Regions from separate parts of the Mus musculus genome. Here region 1 is linked to region 2. The links are chromatin contacts, called in public Micro-C maps. All regions are on one chromosome and are shown on one strand. Each heading gives the region's core, a stretch centred on a gene start, on an enhancer-like site or on the middle of the called end of the contact. The rest is flanking DNA. Distances are from core to core; before and after follow the strand shown. Region 1 holds the start of Xpot (exportin, tRNA (nuclear export receptor for tRNAs)). Region 2 has its middle 27 kb from the start of Gm35696.

Evidence for each region. A called contact is a pair of places that touch in the nucleus more often than the background predicts.
Region 1: a Micro-C map of the HL-1 cell line shows a contact between it and region 2, with 1.7 times the contacts expected there. The contact joins the promoter of Xpot here to the enhancer-like site in region 2. A contact is called at or near these places in 3 of 39 promoter capture datasets (the C10 cell line, fetal liver and hippocampal neurons), 5 of 484 Hi-C or Micro-C datasets (3T3-L1-derived adipocytes, the HL-1 cell line, the N1E-115 cell line and 2 more), 5 of 115 datasets of contacts at active chromatin or transcription factors (bone marrow-derived macrophages, embryonic stem cells, extraembryonic endoderm stem cells and 1 more) and 2 of 9 other capture datasets (adipose tissue and pancreatic islet).

The regions. Positions count from the first base shown.
Region 1 is chr10:121,622,902-121,628,098 of GRCm38.p6, reverse strand. Xpot (exportin, tRNA (nuclear export receptor for tRNAs)) reads left to right here and starts at 1,767. Exons shown (of 25, transcript NM_001081056.2): 1 at 1,767-1,994; 2 at 5,108-5,197. The coding sequence starts at 5,182.
Region 2 is chr10:121,534,933-121,539,543 of GRCm38.p6, reverse strand. No RefSeq gene overlaps it. Among named protein-coding and RNA genes, the nearest start is that of Gm35696, 27 kb to the right of the region's middle. Within about 2 kb of position 2,768, at least 9 of the 459 cell types and tissues checked have an H3K27ac peak or open chromatin away from gene starts, as enhancers often do. A contact at or near this core is called in the HL-1 cell line, where this site is marked.

The sequences.
Region 1 (5,197 bases), core at 518-3,017, 90 kb before region 2:
ACACACCATTAGTCTCAGTACTTGTGAGGGAGACAGAGGTAGGGGGATCTTGGTAAGTTCAAGGCTAGCCTGGTCTATATAGTGAGTTCTGGAACAGCCAGAGTTTACTGTAGAATACTGTTTCTAAGAAACGAAAGGAAATCTACACGTTGGGTGCACTGCATTGTTTTCATGATAAACTCTTTAAACTCGGGAAGTAAACAATTCAAAGATCCCCCCCAAACTAACCAGATTAACAATACCATCCCCTCCCTCATGCTATACACTCTTGGACAAGCTGAATTGCTGGAACCTGTCCTACCTGCTGTCTTCGGGGAGGCTGCTGTCTTTATATCATTTCTGCTCCTGTAAGAAAGTCACCCCAGTAAAAGCCATTGGTTCACCAAGCTTGACTTTCGTGGTATCCTCACTTTAGTCTGTCATCAGTACCGAATCTGGGTATCTATCTGCAGTGAACAGATGTTTGTCCATGTATCCCCAGAGATAGTGTCACTTATGATAAGTCTAACACGTGTATCAAACTTAATTCATGAAATAGTCAGACCTGGTGACAACCTGGAACTCCAGCACTCTGGAATCTGAAGCAAGAGAACAGTGAAGGCCAGCAAGTTTCAGGCTAACCAGAGCTACATAGTGAGCCTCTCTCTGCCTCTAAATAAAATTAACCAAACCTTACCCTCTGAGGCTGGTACTGTCCCACTCTACATAAAATGAGTAAACTGAGATGGACTTTAACACTCATGATGCCAACAATAATGGAGGTGCAGCCTTAGGATTTAGGTAAGGTTGCTGGAGCTTATACTGCGCCCACACAGTAATAATAGCACGGGATCAAAGAAACAAAGCGAACGGAAGCACGGGACTTGTACGTATGTTTTCCCTCTCTCTTTTCTTTTTTTCTTTTTTTGAGACTGTGTTTCTCTCTGTAGTCCTGGCACTCGCTCTGTAGATGTGGCTACCTCTGCCTCCTCAGTGTTGGGATGAATGGTAATCGCCACCATCACCGGGGACTGCTTTCGGTTTTCTTTTTTTCTTTCTATCTTTTTTTGTAGGCAAATTTAGTAATATTTAAACTGGGCGTGGTGGTTCATGCCAGTAATTCCAGAATTTGTAAAGTTTAGGCCAGCTTGGGAAAAATGAGTGAAAACCAGCCTGGGTTATGGAGTGTGATCTTGCCTCAAAAGCAAAACAAGTAAATAAAAATACAGCGGATTTTTTTTTTTTTTAAAGAGTCCTTAAGCGTCTGGACTCTTGACACGTGGAACCGCTGGAAAGGAATTCAGCAACTGACTCAACACGTGGTTTCAACCACGTCCACTTTTCCGATCTCAGGATCTCCGCACTGCCACCTGACCAGACCCTTCTGGAGGGAGTGGAGAGTTACTAATTCACGCCGACGCTCAAAGCAGAGCGCAACGTGGCCGGTCTTCTAAAAGCTTAGAGGACCTCAGTAACCTGTAGCTAGGAGGGCGGTGTGCACTCTCCCAGCATGCACCACAGGCCCGCCGGCCACGCCCCCTGCGAGCTCCAGGGAGCACGTGCGCGGTCCTCCTCTCGGAAGCGTCCCATGCGCTTTGCACGCTGGGAGTTGTAGTCCCCCGGGCCCAGCCTGCTGGCGGCCGTCTGCACTCTACTTCCATGAGGCTGCTGCTAGCGCGGGTCCGCGCGGTACGACGCGGGGGGCGTGCCTCGCGCTGACTCAGCGGCGGCGTTAGCGGGACCCTGCGCAGTTTTCCTTCCAGGGCCGCCGACTCCGCCCGCCGGCTTGCCAACCTGCCCTCCCCGCTCCGCGCCACGCAAGAGAAGGCGCCCGGGGAACGCCGAGCGCCGAGAGGAGCGCGGCCCGGGCCGGCTCCGGCGCTAGCGCTGCGGCTGTATTGGAGGACTACAGCGACAAGGACGTGGGCCGCTCTCCGTGCTCCCTGCGTACGGCCCGCTCCTTGCGGCTGGCCGACCCTCGGGAGTGCAGGCGAGGAAGAGATATTGGAGTGATGGTGACTGGAGGCGTAGGGCGGCGGGCCGGGGACCCTACGTGGCCGGGCGAGCCGGACTTGGGGTTGGGGACGATCGGTGGCGGCCGCGTCCCTAGTGCGTGGCTGCCGGTTGCCGGGTGTTTCATCACCCGAGTGGCCACGAGGCTTCGCTCTGGGAGGGATCCGGGCGAAGGATAGGGGGCGAGGCCGGCCTAGGAGGCTGCCCCCCAACCCCATTTGTGATAGTTTTAGAGTGCGTCCCACCAGTTTGAGCTGTAGGGACCTCAAAGTTGATCCGCTTCCCACCCCGGGACAAATAGGAGAGAAAGTGTTATTTCTGCGTAGTAATTTGCCAGCAGGGACAGCCTTTTCCCCTTTTTGCTTCTTTACAGTCTTGCAGCCACGGAAAAGCTTGATGTTCCCTGTAACCTGAAAAACGAGTACTTTTTGGAAGCCTTAATTAGTTGTTACTGGGGGAAGTTACGTTGTATTAAAGCGACTTGTCAACTTGATGTTAAAAGGCTGGAAAGATTCAGTCGGTCTCAAACAGGCTTAAGTAGGTGTGGAGGAATTTTCCACATTGTTTGATTATTCTTGACTTAATGGCTGAGGGAAAAATTAAGGCTTCCAATTTTACATGTTTTTTTTTCGCTCCCCCCACCCCCACATCCACCTTTGCAGGTAGTATAAGATGTTTACCATATTGTAACAATGTTTAAGCCTGCAAGGCTCTGCATCGGTAGGTCAGAAAGCTAAGCTTCCTTTGCCGGTCTTTATTAGGCAATCGTTACCTTTTAACCCTGTGTTTTATTCACAGATAGGTGGTTTACCATCTCATTTTATTTTGGTTTGATGTTTTTTTCCGATTGTGTAGAGGGCGAAGGTTTGTGAGGGATTCCTCACTATGGAACAAGTTTGCTGAGGATTTTTTTTGTTGGTGTTGAGCATGTGCTCGGCTGGGCCTCTTATTTATCTTTTTTCCTCTTGTCAAGATTAGCGTGAAATGACAAAACGCTTAAGCAGTTTTTTTCCCAAAGCAATGGATAATTTAAAGGAACTCTAGTGGATTTCTCAATCAGGGGTTTACAGACAGTCTTACACCGACTTTTCTCTCTGAGCATTTTTAGCAGGAATACTACTTTACTTTAAGAATGTTTCAAGTTGTGCATCCTGCGTGCCTGTCTCTGACTTTGTACCCTATTGGAGGCATGCTTTGCACACATGCACACATTGTAGTCTTTAGGACTTTGCCCCTTTTCCTGCAGACAGAATGGAATGCATACTTTTGGGGTGTTTGTTTGTTTGTTTTGGTGTGCAGCTTCAATTTTTGTTTTGTTTTTGAGACAGAATCACTATAGCTCTGGCTAGCCAGAACATCCATATGTAGATAGACCAGGCTGGCTTTGAAGTCCCAGATCCCCCTGCCTCTACCTCCCAAACAGTGGGATTAAAAGGTGTGTGCTACTTTGAGTGACTGAATGGTTGTGTCACTTGGGGTGTGTGTGTGTGGGTCGGTGGGGTTGGTTGGTTGGTTGTTTTTTCAGACTGGGTTTCTCTGGGTAGCCCTGGCTGTTCTGGAACTCTGTTGACTAGGCTAGCCTGGAACTCAAGAGATCAGAGACCCTCCTGCTTCTGCCTTCCCAATGCTGGTATTAAAGATGTGTTTTTGTTTTGTGTTTTATCTGTTCTTACTGATAAGGATTGGAATATAAATCTAGAACTTAAAAAAACTACATATATTTATCTCATATATGTACAGATGTGTGCATGTGTGAATGTGCGCATGTGCAGTGTACATGCGCAGTTCTCTTCTTCCACCATATGGATCTAGGGTTTTCAGGGGTCTTTACCCGTGAATCATCTCACTAGTTCAAACCCAGAGCACTAAAAACCTAAAACCTGTGTTTTCACATTTTAAGAACATAGTAATGCATTCATATTTCACAATGGTTTGGGGTTTTTTGTTTTTGTTTTGTTTTGTTTTTTGTTTTTGAGAAATCAAACTGTCACATGGTAGGTCGTGGAAAGGATTATTTAATCCTGTTCTGTTAGGATCAAATAGTAGAGCGTCGAAGCTGTATTGCTGCACGAGGTGATCTGGAGGTGAAATATTGGAGGCCTTGCAGGGTTTAGCCTCGAAGCTGAGAAGAGCTGTGTGTGTGTGTGTGTGTGTGTGTGTGTGAAGTAGGGTGTGCTTGAGAGCTGCCGTGTGATGTGGCAAGCATTGCTGGCCTTGCTGAGGAGCACGAAGAGTGGTCAGGAATTGTTGAGAAATGTTGGCATCTCAATCCTGTAGGCAGTTGGAATTTAGATTGCCTGGCTGGGGTCTGCAAGGTTGCTATGAGTGATCAGAAGAGGGGGCTTAACTTGGATCCTGATTTTTTTTTTTCAATTCCAAAAAGATCAAGGAAAACAGAAGAGTATAGAGATCTATCTGCGGCCTGGCCCTGGCTTCACCACGCCTGAAAGGCTGCCCGTGACCTCCGTTCACCTCTTGGCCTCTTTAAGTTCTCTGTGGCTCTAATAATTTAAAAACAGATAAATAAAAAAGATGTGTAGCTTTATAATAGGAATATAAGGATATATCTGTATGTGCTTATATGTGTGCTTGTATATATATGTGCAGGTGGAAGGCAGGGAATCCATATTAGATGTCTTCATCTGTTGATTTTCACTATAACTTTTTTTTTTTTTTTACAATTTCATACATGTATATAATGCATGCTGCTTATTCTCCTACCTTGAATATTTGTCAGAACTCTCCGCCTCTCCTTACTTTTTGAGGCAGGGTCTTACTGAACCTGGGACTTAGCAGTTTGGCTGAGTAGCTGGCCAGAAAACTTTGGGGATCTGACTGTTGTTTCCACCTCCTTCCCCACCCCCAGCACTTCATGCTTGTTTCTAGAAGAATTACTTTCTGTATTTGGCCGGGGCACTTTGCGGGGCGATAGCACCTGAAAGCTTTAATGGCATACTTGTTTAGAGTCTGCACAATTATGCTGCTGTGGGCTCCATGGCCCACTTTTGTTCTTGTGAGGTCTAGACTCTTAAGGTGGGTTTTGACCCTTCAGGAGCTGTGTATTTTCAGCCACATCTGATATTCTAGGTGATCATCTTTTGTTTTCTGTGCACAGATGATTGTGGATTCTGCTGTGGGATTAGAAGCCACGTCTGTTGTGATCGGAAAACTCCAGGAATAGCGGCCGAGATGGATGAACAGGCTC
Region 2 (4,611 bases), core at 1,519-4,018:
CAGTGCGGTCAGGCTTGCCATTCTTCATCTTTTTTTTTTTTTTTTTTTTTTTTTTTTTTTGGCTTTTTTGAGACAGGGTTTCTCTGTATAGCCCTAGCTGTCCTGGAACTCACTTTGTAGACCAGGCTGGCCTCGAACCAGAAATCTGCCTGCCTCTGCCTCCCAAGTGCTGGGATTAAAGGCGTGTGCCACCATGCCCGGCTTATGTAGTATTCTCTTAACACTTGGGGGACAGAGACAAGGATTAGGAGTTCAAGACTATCCTGGGCTAGACAGTGACATTAAAGCTAGCCTGGATTACATTGGACCCTGTCTCAAAAGACGAAAAACCAAACAAACACTTGGCATTCCAGTTGAGAACCACTAATCATGCAAACTCGCTTGTGTGGCTCACAAAGTTAGTATCATCACAAACTCTGCCACAGTGTGCTAGGTCCCCCATGATGCTTACAGCAGGCAGGCACTGCAAATGCATAAGCTCCTAGGAATCCAGGCACGCCTCAAATGAGTACAAAAAAATCTGGAAATGATGGGGACCTTGGACAGCACGAGGTCCAACCTCCTCCTCTTTGCCTGGTTATTGGTGAAGGGCCTCAGAGTTTGGAAAATCATCTGATTGCTTGTCCGTGCACTCTCTGCTTGTGGGAGATATCCATTCCTGTGTGCTGTGTTTGCCCCATCTTATAGACTGGAGTGCAGTTCTCTGTAAGATTGCGTGTCTGAGGGAGGATAGAACCGGAAGCTCTGAAGGTACGATTTTCCTTTTCTACCCTCACATAACACTTTCAACAGGCCTCACTCTTTCCCCCGCCAAAAAAAAAAAAAACATAGACTTATTTTATGCATTTGTGATTGAGTGTGTGTGCGGGTGCCTGTGTGTGCGGATTCCTGTGTGTGCGGTGCCTGTGTGTGCAGATTCCTGTGTGTGCAGGTGCCTGTGTGTGCGGGTGCCTATGTGTGCAGGTGCCTGTGGAGGTCAGAAGTAGGTGTCAGATCCCCAACAGCTGTGTCTGAAGACAGTACTCATATACATAAAATAAATAAAAATAAAGTAAAAGCTTCAATCAATAATGTAAAGGAAACAATAAATAAATAAATAAATAAATAAATAAATAAATAAATAAATAGCAAGCAAGCTCCTAATTCCAGCTTAATCCAGAGCATCCCAAACATCAGTTAGCATCAGGACGCATTGATGGAATGAAACTGGATTCAGGTTTTCAGAAGGTTTCACAGAGGAGCTGTCCAGAAGGCTTAAGTAGGAGAACGCAAGTCCCTGTTCTAAGCAGCCCAGCCCCACAGTCCACACCACCTGCAGCTCGGATGGTGTTCTTCAAAGGCACTTTGAAATGTTCTGAAAGGGAACATCCTTTGCTAGCCTGACCCAAGGGACCAAAATAAGTCTGAACCAGCTGTGGAGGAGACCTCTCGTTAGCCCGGGACTTTAATTCTGCATAACTCAGTAGCTGGTGTTGATTCAAACTGACCCCAAGAACTTTATTTTAGGCATATTTAAACACAACACAACTTGTTGAAAAAGATGTCCTGGTGATAATTCGCTCAATGGGGTATGCACAACAAAAGACATGACTACATCAAACTCTTGGAAAGGTACAAGTGACATGGTCCATAAAAATGGGCTCAATGTGTTAGCTGAGAAAGCAGCGGGCTCAGGATAAGGGTCTAGGGAAGGAGAGCACTGTAGATTGGCTGAGGCAAAGAAGCTCAAGATGAGGGTCTGAAGGAGGATCCCTGTGGCCTAGTCACACAAGCAGTACAACAGTCACCAGGCTATTAACCACGCCCAGGGCAGCCTTCTGGGCAGAACATGGGTCCTGAATCTCTCTTTTTGAAGAGATAACCCTGCGTGTTTAACATTCCTGGTTCCCCTCGTGTTTATCTGAAGCACAAGGACCTCCAAGTCTCCTACAGCAGCCATCTCTCCTGAAGATGGATCACTGCAGAGAAACAGCAGAAAGATGGTCAAGAGCCAGGGTGAAATCCAGGGCTTGAACGCGATAGCGCACACCACTGAGCTACAAGATCCAGTGATCTGTGACCTTTTAGACCCAGCTAACAGAGTAAAGTGTGTATGTATGATACTATGTGCATGCATGCTCACTGGTGTGTGTGTATGGGTGTGTGTGTGTGTGTGTGTATAGTAACACTGCATCGCTCAGACTAAGTTAGAAATCCTGGGTTCAAGAAAGCCTCATACATCAGCGGAAAGAACAGACGTTTCTATTGCTCCCGGGGAGAGATGGGGGTTTTTTTGGTTTGGTTTGGTTCTGGTTTTTCTTTTTTGTTCTGTTTTGGTTTTTGTGGGTATTTCTGTTTGTTTGTTTGGGGTTTTTTATGCAACAGTTTTATATATCACTCAAACTCTCTACACAGCTGAGGTTGACTCGAATATATATTTATATCTATTCTGACCCTCCTCTGGGATTACATACATACACTACCATACCCAGTTTATGCAGGGATGGGGACTGAGCCCAGGGCGGGCTCTTCCTACAGAGCCACATCCTCAGTTGAATGATCTTGAGGTTCCTGTTCAGTTTATCAACTCTTTCCTTGTAAGCTTGTAGTTTGGGGAGTGGCAGTGTAGCTCTGTGGTGGTACACTTGCCTAGCATTCAATTTTCAGTTCACGCACACGCACACACCGCACTCACAAGAGTGAATGAAGAAGGACAGAGATGGCTCAGCAGGTAAAGGCGTTCTCTGCCAAGCCTGAAGATCTGTATCCACCCTCACACCCGCCTGGTGGAAGGAGAGAGCTGATGCCTGCAAGTCATGCTCTGAGCTCCAGGCGATCAGTCAAGGCCCCCGCCCCGCCACACACACACACACACACACACACACACTCACACACACACACACACACACACACACACACACACACACACACACACACACACAGAGAGAGAGAGAGAGAGAGAATGTAATAAAAATAAAGATCTTAAAACAAAGAAAGATAGCAATGCTGTCTTGTGAATCTTTGCCTAGAGGAACACAGTGGATACAATGAATCTATATATTTATATATAGAGAGAAAGTTTATTAGCGTGGCTTACAGCTAGTCTGCCTACAGAAAGTCCAGGTATCCAGGAGCTGCTCCATCCATGAGGCTGGATGTCTCAGCTGGTCCTCAGTGGACATCTGACTCACAGCGAAGTAGGCTGTAATGCCAGTGAAGGAATGCACTTGCCAGCAAGGGCGAGCCAGCCACGAGTGCAAGCTTGCTTCCTCTCTCTTCTCTGTCTAGGCTTCCAGTAGAAGGTGGGGCCCAGATTAAAGCTGGATCTTTCCACCCCAAAAGATCTGGGTTAGAAGTGGGTCTTTCTACACACAGATTGAATTAAGAAAAATATCCCTCACCAGTGATCCTAGCCGCTTGGGTTTTAGTTAATTCCAGATGTAGTCAAGTTGACAACCAATAGCCACTGCAGGTGTCCTCCATATATCCTCATGCTTACGTCTAGCTCCCTCACCATGGGACATTTTACACTTAGACCTGGGGAGTCTTATTTTGTTTTGCTTTGACATGATTTCTCTGTATAGCTTTGGCTGTCCTGAAACTCACTCTGTAGACCAGGCTGGCCTCAAACTCACAGAGAGCCACCTGCCTCTGCCTCCTGAGTGCTGGGATTAAAGGCATGTGTCACCAGCTAAGTTTAAGATTTTTTCCCCCCATCAAGTGCCACCACTAACACCCAGTTTAAGATCTCCCACCGCCCCCAGGATCCAGTTTTAATTATCACGTATTTGTGGTGTCAAGATTTTGTGAAATAATGTACAAAAGATATCAGAAATGCTGTCAGCTGGGCGGTGGTGGTGCACGCCTTTAATCCCAGCACTTGGGAAGCAAAGGCAGGTGGGTTTCTGAGTTCGAGGCCAGCCTGATCTACAGAGTGAGTTCCAGGACAGCCAGGGCTACACAGAGAAACCCTGTCTCGAAAAACAAAACAAAATGCTGACTGTCATGATACTTTCTTATGCTAGCTTAACTGTCCTTTGAGAGGTTCCACCCAGAAGCTGACTGAAATAGATGCAGAGACCCACAGCCAAACAGCCTGAGATTGGGGAGTCTTGTGGGAGAGTTGTGGGGAAGGACTGAGGGACCTGGAAGGGAAAGGAACTTAAGAAACCAACAGAGTCAACTAACCTCCCTGGAGGGCTTCCAGAGCATAGTCAGGCTGCACCAAGGCCCCCTGCACATATGCAGCAGATGTGCAGCTTGGTGTTCAGCAGGGCCCCAACAACTGGATCTGAGCTTTACCGTGTTTACTGTTGCCCGCCTGTGGATCCTGTCACCCTAGCTGGACTGTCTTGTCTGGCCTCAGCGGTAGATGATGTGTGAAGTCCTAGAGTGACTTGCAGTTTCAAGGAGTTTGACACCCAGAGGGGACCTCCCCTTTCTCAGAGGTGAAAGGGAGGGGAGGAGGGGGAAGGGCCATGTGAAGGGGGACTGGGAAGGAGGGGGACTGTGATTGGGATATAAAATGAATAGATAAGTTAATGGACAAAAAAATACCCGGTATCCTCCCCTGGCCTTGTAGGCTTGTGCAGGTACCAAAGAAAACAGATGGACAAACAGAAAACGAAATGT